Linked DNA regions of Mus musculus: region 1 is linked to region 2. The links are chromatin contacts, called in public Hi-C maps. All regions are on one chromosome and are shown on one strand. Each heading gives the region's core, a stretch centred on a gene start, on an enhancer-like site or on the middle of the called end of the contact. The rest is flanking DNA. Distances are from core to core; before and after follow the strand shown.

Region 1 (7,210 bases), core at 3,704-6,203, 420 kb before region 2:
CCTTCCTAGCTGCACCCTGTGGCTCCTCTGCTCTCAGAGGCAGCAATGGGAAGTACAGGCAGGCAAACTTATTTGTCAATGCAAGCTTGGCTGGGCATCCTAACGCAGTGGCGTGGTGCCACCTAACACTGTAGTTCTTTAAATCAGCATGTTGCAAAGGACAGTCCCTGAGTCCCCACTGAACATAGCTACACACGCCTCCTGAAACTCCGAACGGTTTCTGAGGAACCGGCCAGACACACGGGCTGACCTAGCTTCTGACCCTCCCTGCAGGGCTCTTGAGCAGGGCCAGCCTTGTGAGGTAGTATGCCAGCCTTGTGAGGTAGTATGCCAGCCTTGTGAGGTAATATGCCAGCCTTGTGAGGTAGTATGCCAGCCTTGTGAGGTAGTATGCCAGCCTTGTGAGGTAGTACGCCAGCCTTGTGAGGTAGTATGCCAGCCTTGTGAGGTAGTATGCCAGCCTTGTGAGGTAGTATGCCAGCCTTGTGAGGTAGTACGCCAGCCTTGTGAGGTAGTATGCCAGCCTTGTGAGGTAGTATGCCAGCCTTGTGAGGTAGTAGGCCAGCCTTGTGAGGTAGTATGCCAGCCTTGTGAGGTAGTATGCCAGCCTTGTGAGGTAGTAGGCCAGCCTTGTGAGGTAGTAGGCCAGCCTTGTGAGGTAGTAGGCCAGCCTTGTGAGGTAGTAGGCCAGCCTTGTGAGGTAGTAGGCCAGCCTTGTGAGGTAGTAGGCCAGCAAGGCAGAACCACACTGCTATCCTGCGGGGCTAACGCAGGCTGAAAACACTCTCAGTGTTCTTAGAGTGGTGGTCAATTTCTACCTTAAAAATAATGAATTCCCCCACGTTAACTTACTGTCCTAAAAAAACAAGACACACAGGCTGTTCTCCTGACAGTGTTCTGTGGGCTCTTACCACTCTGTCCTCTGATCCCAGTCACTTGGAAGGGGTGGGTTTCTGTAGTTTCACCTAACACTTTGTGTCTTTGGAAAAGGAATTCAGTTGTTTCTTTAAAGACCACTTAATGGCCCAGAGTGCTCTTCTCACCCTCCTTCCCTGCTGCCCAGAGCTCCCTGCAACAGCACAGGAATTGCCTGTACAGTTAGTTACCAGTTTGGCATTTGGAAAACTGCCTAAAGTGAGGGCTAAAAATGCTGAAGGAGACCTGGAGAGTTAGTTTTAGAGAATAAAAACAAAACCCTGCCACACTTCTCCTTGGGAGAACGAATGAGCCCCTGGCTCCTTGAGAAGGGAACGCCTGGCAGCACCGAGCACTCCATTGCCTAATGCTTGGAGAATGTGAGGCGCGAGGGAGTCAGAGAAGCCTTGGCTACAGGACGAGAGCTGACGCAGTCCGTGTCTGCCACACTCACACTGTGCCCTTCACAGATGTCTCTGCATCTATTTATAGGACGTTTAGGGCCAGGCCAGTTACTGTCCGCCATATTACCATTCTCATAACAGACTCATACACAAACTATCTTTTTTATGAATAAAAGACACTCCCACCCCTCATCTCTCAACAAAACTCAACTCTTAAAAGTCTTAGTCACAAAATTACATGAAATAGTAAATAAGAAGTAGTACAATAAGAAATTGTAGCGCCCAGGTACAATACAAGATTGGAAAAAATATGTATGTCCCAATGACAGAAGAAAACGTGAGCCTCAGGCGCCTGTCTATGGCTAGCTCCAGCCGCAAGGCCACCCTTTCCAGAAGTCAGGGACTGACTAGAACTTCATAGTTGTTTCACAAATGTCATTGATTTCCTGGTTTTTAAAAAGGTATTAGTTTCGAATATTTACTGTGTGTGTGTGTGTGTGTGTGCACATGCGTGCTTGCGTGTGAGTGCACTCAAGTGTGTGTGTTTACATATGCCTTGGAGGGTGAGTGTAAGTCACAAGACAACTGACTGACAGCAGTTGGTTCTCTCCATCTAAAATATGAGTCCCGGGGATTGAACTTGGGTCTCCAGGCTTTGTGGCAAGCATCTTTGCTTACTGGGCCATCTCACCTGCCCCTGGTTATTTTTTAAACACTGTTATCATTGCAACACTAAGGTACAGTACTGCCTGTGTCCAATTGTTAAAGAAGAATAGCAGGCTCTAAAGCATCATGGGATTCCTGTGTCCTGTGTGGTGCCAGACATCAGAGGAAGCCTTTCTTCCACAAGCCCCACTGACACTCCCCTCCAGGAGATGAAGTGACTTGATAGGTTCAAAATGCCAAGGAAGGTCAAAGAAAACTGGAATTAGAACCACATGGGAAGAGACTATCACGCGGGAAGCAACTGACGACATAAACTAACACCCACCCTAACTTGGCCGCACAGGCTCTGAAGCTCCCTGGATCCACTGTCCATGGAAAACAGTTTTCTTACCCAAAGCAAACTCTTCCCACACACCTCCTCCTTTTTGAAGCTTCCTCTGTTTTTAGTATTGTTTTCAAGAAAACTTGCCCAAGTGGGAAGTGAGCCGTTGGAGAATTTCTAAAACTTACATCATCTTTTTTTTTTTTTTTTGTTTACAACCAGCTCATTACCAGAGCCAGGCATTTAAAATCCAAAGAGATCTATCTCCTTAAACACATGCTCAGATTAGCAGGGCTCCATTGTGAAATTCTGACCAAGTCCAGGCTGTCTGGGATGGAGCAGGTGCCATGGGAATGTGCTTTAACACATAGCCCTGGGCATCTTTCTTCCAGTTCCTGGAAGAGTCAGCCATCTCCCCTGTGATCACCCGAACTGTCCTACCTTCCCCGCCCACTGCTCTCCTCAGCCATCCACTTCCCAGACACAAACAGAAAGATCAAATCCCACCATGCCACTGCGTCTCAGTCTTTCTGTAACAACTGCACTGATAACACTTCTCCAAGACAAATGAAGGCCTGGCAACTGTGTGACTGTAAGAAATAAGAAAGCAAAGAGGAGGACCCCAGGAAACGTAGGGCGCAGTGCGTCTCCCATGAGTCTTTCACAATAGGACACTGTCTAAGCTCTTTCCCACTTCCTTTCCGGGAGCCACCAAAGAGGATGCATCAGCCAACCAGAAGCTTCCTTGCCTCCAGTTCTACTCCACGTTAGCATCCCATGCTCAGGCTCCACCAACTCTCTGTAGTGGCCAAACACCACCTCACACACCAGTAGGCAAGTCAATGTCTTCCTGCCAACCATGGAAAGAATTATCCTCACTGCTACAAATAAGCATAGTGCTCACCCCTCGGCAAAGGAGCTTCTTTTTGTAAGAGATGTGGACTACTTTAGAGATCTACAACTGGTTAAAATGTAGAGAGCAAGTGACTATGGGGACCCTGGCTGGGACAGTACACCTACAACACAACCCACACCTGGGATGGTACACTTACAACACAATCCATACCTGAGATGGTACACCTATAACTCAACTCCATACTTGGGGCTCAGTAAACATCATAGAAGAGGAAAGATTTCTACAGTGTGAGAAGATTTAAAATCTTAAAGAGCCAGACCAAGACACCTGCTGTGATCCTCCCCCGACACATACACACACACACACACACACACACACACGGTCTATATAACTGAACAATGAAAACAACCAGTTGGCATACCAATGTGGACAAGGGAAATGTCACAAGCCCCAATACTAGATGAAGAGCTGCAGGCAATCACTGGCTGCTAAGAGGGGGGGAATCAGTCTTCTCTGGGGACCAGCCCCTGACAGATACCCAACTTCAACCCAAAACAAACACATATACATAAACAATGCACACTAAAGGGACTCAGCAGGTGTGTGTGTGTGTGTGTGTATGAAACAATAATAATTAAAGAATAAGAGACCATAGATTTGAGAGGGAGTTGGGGAACATAACATGAAAGGAGACAGAGAGAGGACAGAAGGGGATAGAAATGACTCAAGTGCAATACTCATGTATGAAATTTTCAAAAATGAATAAATAAAAACAAGAATGTGTCAGCTTGTTTTTTCATAAGCGATACACCCTTGAACCCACAAAATAAGAATAAAGTCATAAATAAGCACACAAACCTGAAATATCCCTAAGTTTGGGTTTTTGTCACAAAGATAAAGGAAAGGATAGGAGCACTTTGGGTGTTTTCATTTTTCTTCACATGCAACTCAGTTCTGCTAAAAGCAATGTGCAATGTTGGTGAGAAAAGGACCTTTGGCTCCGTATTCCATATGAAATGGTAAGACAACAAGATGACTACAGAGAGAATCGAGTAAACGCATGGAACTACCTGCTGTGCGCTCCAATGATCACTGGTCAACAGGCAATGATACAACAAAACTAACTATATAATAACCACTTGCTAAACTCTTGCCTTATTTAAAATAGGGTAGGCACTAAAGAGACTGGTATGGATTTTTTTCTGCTCACTGTGCAAAGCTTGTGAGACATAACCAATGTCTAGAGCAACAGCTCTCAACCTGTGAACCTCCACAGACGTCATCTAAGACCATAGAAAACAGACATTTACATCGTGATTCATAACAGTAACAAAATTACAGTTATAAAGTAGCAACAAAAATAATTTTATGGTTGGGGGTCATCACAACATAAGGAACTGTATTAAAGGGCCACAGCATGATTGGAACAACTAATCTAGAGAAATAATATAAAGTAAATGTTTGCTAAGTCCCAAGCAGACAACAAAAGCAACAACAAAACTAACATGAGAGATCACTTAAAACCTGTGGACAGATGTTGGAAATCTTTAGGAATCAAGTCCCTCCTTGTACGTGGCCATAGATTCTAACTTCTTCCAAATATTAATGCCATACAGCCAACAGAAAGGGTCAGCCACACAGAGCAGAAGACCAGCAGCTTGGTGAGCATGCAGCTGTCAGTGCTAAGCAGCAGCACTTAGCAAGGAAGCAGCATGCAGGGCTCGGTGCAGCCAGACAGTGCGTGCTGAGAGCTGTGTGCTTCCACCCAAGGCTACCCCTCCTCAGCCCACGCTGCTCTCGGGAGATATGTGCACTCTACTACACCCTGACCCTCTAACCTCAAGCGCCGACCCACATGCCCTAAAGAACTGAAATTCACCCCAAAAGTTTCACAATCTGCTAAATGCATAGGGAACCAGAAAAGCCGCCTAGCACAGACCAAGAACAGAATGTGGTTGGCTATTTTAAACAGTTCAGCCACTGATTTGCTTAAACTCATCCAAAATGAGTCTCACAAAGTTTAGCAGCTGAGCTGCAGGATCGTTATTTGGTCAGGGTCTACTTCCCCAGGCTAGATCATAATTCACCCAAATTCATGAAAGAATTAGGACCCCAATTTGAGGGAGGGAACATACACCATCAAGAATGCAGAGATTGAGAAGTAACCACAACCACATGAGTAGAAACTGTTTTTACTCCAGAACACACATCTAGTGTGATAGTGGAACATAAAGGGTTAAATGTTTAAAAATGAAGTGAGCCCTGGGAACAGAATAGCATAGCCATCCACGGTGTGATCCAGAAGGTACGAAAACAAAACAAACAAAAACAAAAAGCAAGGCAAACAGCAAAAGGTCAGCTCAGATTTTTGAGAGCAAATATTCAAATTGATGGGAATGTTACAGGACAAAGAAACCGATAAGGAAGCAGGCCAGCACTGAGGAGACATCCCAAAGCTATCCTGTCACCCACAGCACAACACAGTGTCCTGTCACCCCCAGCACAACACAGTGTCCTGTCACCCACAGCACAACACAGTGTCCTGTCACCCACAGCACAACACAGTGTCCTGTCACCCACAGCACAACACAGTGTCCTGTCACCCACAGCACAACACAGCACAGCTCTACACACAGCACAACACAGCACAGCTCTCTGACCCAGGCTGTTTACAAAGGGGTCCAAGTGGACAGAGAAACCCTACCAAGAGAGGGCAATGCCTTCTCAATGAACTTAGGGCTCTCACAGGTGAGCGCAGGACCTCCTCAGAGCACACCAGCGCTCCCACAGGCTTCCACCCGGCGCTGTGCCTTGCACCCACTCCTCTTCTATACCATGGAGCCCTCACCTCATGGAATGTGAACAACTCTGAAGGATCAGAGAAGGACAAGAGGAGGCCCTGAAGTGTGTTGGGGTGGGGGGTGGGGGTAGCTGACCAGAAAAACTCTCTTTTTTCCCTACAAGCAGAAACTGATGGTGTAGGTGGGATTAGTTTTCAAATCAAAGAAAATATTCTAATCAGAACAAGCCCCAGCTCTGCTGGGTTTTTATACTAACACAATGACGTCGTAAACATTGGCGGAGAGAACACTCCCTAGTCACCCCCAAATCCTCCCAAATGCCAGAGATCTGACTACTCTGCTTCACGGTGTGGACAAGCCACCTGCTCATAATGCTGCTTCCAGAAGGAAGCCCAACATGGCCTGCCGGTCTCGAAGCGGGGTGGAAACTTTCCCAGCTAGTGTCTTTCTTTCTTTCTTTTCTAATGGTCTAAGCACATGAGCTTAAGAATGCAGGGAGAGTACAATCAAATGCTGAGGAGAGGTCATCTTCTAAACTACCACAGCTGAGTGTCTTGCAGGGAAGCTGGTTGGGAATGTAGGTAGGAGGAGCTTGCCTCTCACACAGGAGAGTGGTTCAAGGTGCTGACAGAGACTCTAGTATACATTCAATATTGTTATCAAGGGATAACAATAAAGATATTCCACTAGTGAACACAAAATTACTTTAGGATGTTGGCATGTTCAAGCTTGTTTTAAACAATTAACTAATTTCCTAGACCGGCTACATGCTGCATGCAAATCTTGAAGCGATGCCCAGTTTCTGATTGAAAATAAAATGCATCTCAGTAAAGCACTCAGCTTGAAGAGCTGGGTGTCTCTAGGCTTTGATGCCATTTAAGCCAAGGATTTGTATGTGACCTGTTTCTGAAACCTTATCACCTGTCATAGTGCCCGAATGAACAAAGGTTCACTCACTAACTAGGACCTTCCTGGAATTACAACACCCAACAGTTTGGGGTCCATTTTGCTATACCTGCTTCAGCTTGAAATCACACAATGGTATCTGTAACGCTGGGCTGTCTCCAGACTTAAGAGAAGGCTCCTATCGTTCTTTTTATGTGGCAAGTGACAGCTTTATGCAGGAGCAGAGTGGTTAAGTGACTTAAAACCAAATCTCCCAGTAAGTACACAGCCTGTATGCAAGAGCCAGCCGTGTCTACCTGAGCTATACCCCTAACCACTCAACAACACTGCATCTAGCCAA
Region 2 (7,186 bases), core at 3,821-6,320:
ACAAATACACAAAAATATCATTAAATCTTTTTTATAGTTATTTTTAATCTACGGTGGATTGCAGGTCAGAGGACAGTTTTTGGGAATCCTTCCCTCCAGGGGTCAAACTCAGGTCATCAGCCTTACAAGCAAGCATATGTTAGTTACTCTGCCTTTATTTATTTTTCTTCTTCTTCTTTAGGTTCTAGTTTTAATCTGAGTATGGCTCAGTGGATGAAGAGGCTTGCGACCAAGTGGGATGACCTGAGTTTGATCCCTGGAGCCCATGTGGTGGGGGGAGGTGGGGGTTGGGGGAGAAAACTATCCTTGGACCTCACATGTATGTCGTGGCTCTCTGTGTCCACAAACAAAATTAAATACATGTAAAAAAAAATTGATTTCCCATAAGACACTCACCAAGAAGTGTATGGTCAAATTCTTAACTTTTTGATGAAAAGAAAAGAAATGAAATCCTGATCACATGGGTGATCAATCCATATGCTATGATGGAATCACATGGGTGATCCAAATACACATGAGTGATCGATCGATCCGCATACTCTCATAGGCTGACACATGGGTGATCTGTATACTCTGATAGGATCATCTGTATATCTAGGTACCTTTCACTGTCATTCAAATTAAAAATAACTCCCATGCTTTCTCCATTGTCTCCCAGGGTGTCCCCCACAATTAGACATTACTTTGATCTTCCTGAGCAAAGTGACGTATCTGGCTCTAGATTCCCACTTTCATACCTGGCCTGTATAGGGAGCAAGCTGTTGTTCTCAGCTGCCCCCTACTTCAAACCTACTTCCATCCGAGCTCCCTGCTCTGTGCCTTAGGACTGCAGTGCCTACCCAAGCCCCTTGCTCTCTGCTTCCCGGCTTCAGTGGGTGTTGGTGTCTCACATCAAGCTCTGACATATCTGCCTGCTGTGACTGTTGCTAGGTCCTGTTGTTGGAGGACTCCTCCTTCCCCCGCCATGATGACGTGGTCTCTCCCACCCTCAGATCTAGGGAGCAGTGGATTTCCCATGGTTCATAATCCCTGATGTCTCAACATTGTTTGTAAGGTCCCTAAGTCTATCATATGGCCCTGAGGGTAAAAAACCTTTTTAATTAACATATCTTCTTAAAAATCTCAAGAACACCCTCTACACCCAGGCAATGGGCAAAAAGAGAAGCACTCCAACAAGGCCACACCTACTCCAACAAGGCCACACCTACTTCAAAAGGCCACGCCTACTCCAACACGGCCACACTCCAACAAGGTCTTGTTGATGGTATTTTTCTTATACCAGTCAGGGGGAAAACAAATGGTAATTCTTTGTTCATCCTAACTGGATGCCTGACTTGATAGCCAGAGCTATCTCATACCTAGGACTCCTAAAAATCAAGTCTAATCTAATCCAGGCAGAAAGCCCAGAAAGAGGAAGGCAGACCGACAGAGATGTACAGCCCGCCATGTCACCCACAGACCTGCCCTTCAGTGCATGTCACAGGCAGGCCATAGATACCCACTTGTCACCAACCTACACCGCACAGATGAAAGATGTCACTCGGGGGCCTGCAAAACACGTGGCCAGCCTGCAGGGGGAGCCACCGTGATGTGTGAGTAGGGCGGTCAGATGGGAGAGAAAGAGAAGTGGGGCTTGAGCATCAGGAAGAGAGATGGAACTGGAAAGTCCAGGGTGAAGAGGAGCAGCCTGCTGTGAGTGGCCAGCCCTGTCACTTGGGGCCTTGGTGAGGTCCCAGCAGGAGCTGTCACTGAGGACCACCGGGGTGGGGGTGGGGGGTGGAGTAGGTGCTGATGTCCACGGTTCATATAGAGAATATGGGGCTGTCCCGGGTCAGGGCAACTGCTGGGGACCGTATGAATGCCCTGGGGCTGTGTATAACTGGCCCCTGGGGTGCAGCTCTAGGGAGAGCTGGCCCTATCTCTTACAGGCAGCAGCATTTGGAAAGTGAGCCCTGTGCCTCCACCAAGCAGCACAGTGGAGCTGGTCCTGGTGGCAGGGGTGTGGTAATTCAGCCTGGAGGTCTTCATTGTGGGAGAGCTGACCCTGCTATTTGTCTGTTATGAGATGGCATGGGCCCAGAGGTGATGTGTGTGTGTGTGTGTCCCACCCCCGCCCTTCCCCCACCCCTCTGTTAACTCCAGCAGTTGAGAAAGCTGGCCACAAGGTCGTGAGCTCTGGAGAGCTAACCCTGCCCCTCACCGGTTGCAGCATTTGGGAGAGCAGGCCTGACACCTGGCCTGAAGAGCACAGCAAAGCTGATCTTAGTAGAGGTGCAGGGCGTGGGGGTGGGCGGTGGGCACGTGAACAGGTGAGCCAGCCGCAAGGGGGTGAGCTCAGGAGGACAGTGGTGTGGGTTTCGGGGTATGCCCTACCCCTCATCACCTCTCTCACCCGAGACAGTAGGGAGAATGGACCCTGGATGGGCCACACCTAGGCAAGCGCAGTAGAGCTGGCCTTGGTGGAAGGGGTGCAGGTGAGCTGGCCTCGAAGACAAAAGCCTGGGAGAGCTGGCCCCGGACACTTGTCTGTTCCTCACCATCTGTGGCAGTCGGGAGAACTGGCCCTGGGCCATGAGAGCGGGAGAGCCGGCCCAGTCCCTCACTGGCTGCAGCACTTGCGAGTGTGGGCCCTGAACTTTGACTGGGTGACACAGTGGAGCTGGATCTGAAAGCATGGGTGTGGCTGAGCCATCCCTGGGGGCAGGAGAGCAGGAGAGCTGACCCTGCCTTCTGCTGATGGCAGCACTGGATGGCCTAGCTGGAGATGGGCTGACCAGCTCAGCTACCACCCAGGCCCAGATCCAGGGCTCTGAATTGGCCTGCCCCAAAATCTATATCATCTGTGAACATTTGGGATGTGTGAAAGGCCAATCCTGCTGATGACACAGGGCAACAACAGGATAGCCAGGAGGAGTCCTGATGAGGATCCAGTATTGATGGTGTCACTGGTCGAAACAGACCAATGACTCATTGCAATGAGCATTTGCAAGTGAAGGTGTGTGGACAGAGCACAGAGCGACACACTGTGGGACACACTGTGACATACTGTTCTCTATGCTTTGTTGTTATTGTCTGTTGCTTGCTTGTGTGTTTTATTGGGGAGGGGGGAGGTTGCAAGGGTGAAGGGCAGAAATGGGGTGGAAAAAACGAGTGGAGGAGGGGTGCATGGTATGAAACTCACAAAGAATCAACAGGAAGTTAAAGGAAAAACCTCCAGTGAGTGTGTTGTCCCTTTCCTATCATAACAACCATTAGCTTTGTCTTGTTAATAAAAGAACAATAATAAAAAAAGACTCAGAAGGAAACTCAAAAACCGTTTATTGAAATCAGATAGAGACTGATCAGGCTCTGGGGTTCTTGGCAGTGGCCATAAGGAGGAAGATGGAAGGCAGAGGGTGTCACTGGAAAGTGGACCTTGGAAGTTGACGCAGGCACTAGAGAAACAGTAAATCAGGCCCCGGACTTCGTTCCTTCTAGTTTTTATTGACGGGACAGAACGCTGCTGGGTAACAGGGCTGTTAAAGCTGCTCTCCAACCTTAGGCCAACCAAAAAGAAAATATTGAACCTTGACGTTGTAGACGGCCAGGTGTTGCTCTGGGTGGTCTAGAACTCAGGTTGAGCCAGGAGTGAGGAGCACCAGGCCACATTAGCTGCTGCCAGGCTGACTTCAGGTTTTATTAGCTTCTACCACCAGTTCACAGCTCCCGTCATGGAGCACACCCAAATCCCTATACCATATTTGGAAAAATCTCTTAACAAGAAAAACTTTTATCTTTCCAAATGTATCTTTTAGACATATAAACAATAGCCAAAGGCGTTAAAGGCGCCTAAACTAATTGACTGCTTTGACAGATAAGCAACATGTTTTAAAATGCCAGAAAGTGATGGTGGCAATACTTGGCATAGAACAGTGTTCCAGGGTGTCAAGAGCCTCTTTCTGTGCCATCTCTGGGCCCAAGAACAGCTCAGATAGTCCTCCATGCAAAACAGAATATACCCCTACTCACTCATGTTTGCTATTTCTTGAAAGTGGTTGTGTGACAACAGGATCCATAAATACGGCACCTGTGAATGGCTCCCTCTAATGTTGCAGACTTAGTGTTGTTCAGTTAAACAAACAACTCCATTTGATCCACCATCTCTAGAATGCGTTTGGTTACAGGGCCTTTCTCTCTTCTTCATGCTGTTTCACGTGTATCGTGTGGAATTGATATTTTTTAATGTAATTTCTAAAATATTGCCCTGCATGCAATATAAAAGCAGTTAGTATTCAGCCTATGGTTACTATTTCTGATTTTATCTGTTGGTAATATTCTCTATTGACTGAGGAGTTGACCTGGAAGTCAGACTGTATGGTAACTAATATTATGTCAACTTGACACAAGCCAGAGTTATCTGAAAGAGAGACACCACATCTTGAGAGCCAGTATTTAGCATTAGAATACAAGCAGCATCAGACCGACCCACTACGGAGTCTGAGACATAGTTCTGACCATAACTTTGACCAAGTTATGTGGCTTCCCTGGGGACCCTCTTTGTAAATAGCAAGTCCCACAGTGCTTCCATAATATGGCAGTGAGGTTTGGAAGAGACCTTGGTTTGGCCCTGATGTCATAACATCTCATTACGTAATTCTTCAAACTAAACATGTCCTTTGGGGTATTGATCTATAGAGTAAAATTAGCTAAAGGAAATTGTGGATAAGGCATAACTTTGAAGGCATAATTGGTTTTTAAGACAATTAAAACTTTTTTCTAAGTTTGTTTGTAAAACCTAAAATCGTTTGATATTATAACCCAGACTTAGCATACCTCACTTGGTAAAATACAGAACTCAAGTCATGTATCAACACAGAAAGAGCTCGGGAGTTAAGCATGCATGGATGACAGGGAGGGGGTCATTTTTAAGTCTATGGGACTCAAGAGTCAGCCCTGCAATTGATTGCAAATTGGCAGGGTAGAGATGTGGGTCATTTGGTAGAATAATTACCAAGCATACCCAGCACTGGGAGTCTTGGCACACATCTGTAATCCTGATGCTCAGGAGATAGAGGCAGGAAGATCAGAGTTCAGGGTCACCATCTGCAATATAAACAGTTACATTCATTGCTGGCCTAACTATTGGCTCACTAGTCACTCCAGGACCCTGCTAGCTCACGTCTAACTGCAGTGTAGCTGGGTCAATGGCAAAGCCTTTTGCTGTACATCCAAGCAGCCTCTGAGCATTTGGGTGTGCGCATTATATATGTGAACTACGGCTGAATGATGTGTAGTCACCATTTAATAACAGAGAAAAAGGCAGCCACCAGGTATATTTAAATGGGGCCTTTAGAACTGGCTTGAGGTATGAAGAAGACAGGGTTTCTCACCTAGGGGAAAGAGCCTTTACTCTCTTCCTAGAACCTTAGAAACAAAGTAGCAACCACATATATATGTAGCACATGCAGCCGGCCACTCTGGAGGTTAGAAGTCAAAGGTTATCAGCAGGCGTGGTCCCTCCTGAGGCTGCCCATGTAGGCTCCCAAATCGATGGTTCTCACTGAGACCCAATGACCACGTCCTATCACCCTCTTTCTATAGACACAGGCCATACAGCATGGGAGCCACACTGAGAATGCCATTTTATTCTGTTTTAGTGAAAGCTTTATCCAAATACAGTCATCGCCCTGCAATATATATATATATACACACACATAGTCATCCTGGGACGAGTTTAACAACAGACATGAGAGGTGGGGACACACAGCTCCTAACAGAAAGCCTTAGTTCGGGGCAGCGAAGAACTTTGCATTGCCTTAAGAGTGCTGGTTACCTACCCTAGGCTGACACAGGGTGAGGCCTTTCCTCAGCCCTCAAGTTTTCTCTAAGTAATTTCTTATAATCATTTCTTATACTTCCAAGTCTTCCTCTGAGCTGAGAGAATAGAGATGACAGGCAATTTGTGATCATTATCCACAGCGTTTTACAGAGGAGGGCAATGCGCTTACTGTGGGACACTTAACGCACATCTTAGCTGTCGCCACGGAGACACAAGGGTTCTTTATGTATCCCCTCATCGCTGATTTCAGTTAGCTTCAGGCCTCCTAACAACTCTGAGCAGTCTCAACAGTGAACTCTGAACATAGATCTTTCCTCCCCAAAACAAGCAGCTCCCAAAGGTGATGAGCTGTGGATGTAGCAGCCAAAATGTGTTTTCAACCCCCCCCCGCCACACCCACTCCAACAAGGCCACACCCCTCCAACAAGGCCACACCCCTCCAACAAGGCCACACCCCTCCAACAAGGCCACACCTCCTCCAACAAGGCCACACCCCTCCAACAAGGCTATACCTCCTAATCATTCCTAAACAGTTCACCAACTGGGCACTAAGTGTTCAAAAATATGAACCTATTGGGATCCATTCTCATTCAAACCACCACATATATACATAAATACAACCTGTTTGCCTGCTTGGTCTTGATAATGTTACCTGTGTTTAAACCTTAGGTCTGGGGGCTAGAGAGATGACTCAGTGATTTAAGAGCACGGGCTATTCTTCCAGAGGTCCTGAGTTCAATTCCCAGCAACCACAATAGCGGTTCATAACCATCTATAACAGGATCTGATGCCATCTTTTGGTGTGTCTGAAGACAGTAACAGTGTACTCATATACAACATAAAATAAATAAATCTTTAAACCCTTTAAAGGACTGACCACTAGCACTGGATAACCAATTCACGTACTCTACCTGGAGAAGATCATTTCTCCTGCTCTCCGCGTTTCCTGGTTGCCCATAGTTCTTCCTCTAGGGTGGAGGCCCCTGGAGCTTCCCCTTCCGTGGTCGCATGTCCATTGGCGGTGGTGTCATCCAGTTCTTGTTTAGGCAGCCATGATGAGGGGACTTCATGAGCATAACCAAAATTGTGTTTCCAGAGACGCGATCTCACAGTACACTTCCTGTTCCTCTGGCTCTTACAATCTTCCCACCCCCTGTTCTACAGGGATCCCTGAGCCTCGGGTGCAGGAGCCGTATTGTGACAGATCCTTGGGACTGGGCTCCACGGATTCTCTTTATCAGTTTCTGTTGTTTTGTTTCATTTTGGGTTTTGGCAATGCCCTTCCTCTGTTGCAAAGAGAAGTTCCCTTGATTAGCAGCGAGAACTACGCTTGTCTGTGGGTATAACGACAAATATTCATAATGTAGT

Evidence for each region. A called contact is a pair of places that touch in the nucleus more often than the background predicts.
Region 1: a contact with region 2 is called in a Hi-C map of liver, with 2.4 times the contacts expected there. The contact joins two enhancer-like sites. A contact is called at or near these places in 2 of 484 Hi-C or Micro-C datasets (bone marrow-derived macrophages and liver) and 7 of 115 datasets of contacts at active chromatin or transcription factors (bone marrow-derived macrophages, double positive thymocytes, embryonic basal ganglia and 4 more).

What each region holds. Positions count from the first base shown.
Region 1 is chr6:145,762,969-145,770,178 of GRCm38.p6, reverse strand. The region is part of intron 1 of Rassf8 (Ras association (RalGDS/AF-6) domain family (N-terminal) member 8); the gene reads right to left. Among named protein-coding and RNA genes, the nearest start is that of Gm15704, 18 kb to the right of the region's middle. Within about 2 kb of position 4,953, at least 30 of the 459 cell types and tissues checked have an H3K27ac peak or open chromatin away from gene starts, as enhancers often do. A contact at or near this core is called in liver, where this site is marked.
Region 2 is chr6:145,342,760-145,349,945 of GRCm38.p6, reverse strand. It overlaps Gm38926 (a long non-coding RNA gene), which reads left to right and starts at 1,541. Exons shown (of 2, transcript XR_869588.1): 1 at 1,541-1,592; 2 at 1,898-2,081. Within about 2 kb of position 5,070, at least 5 of the 459 cell types and tissues checked have an H3K27ac peak or open chromatin away from gene starts, as enhancers often do. A contact at or near this core is called in liver, where this site is marked.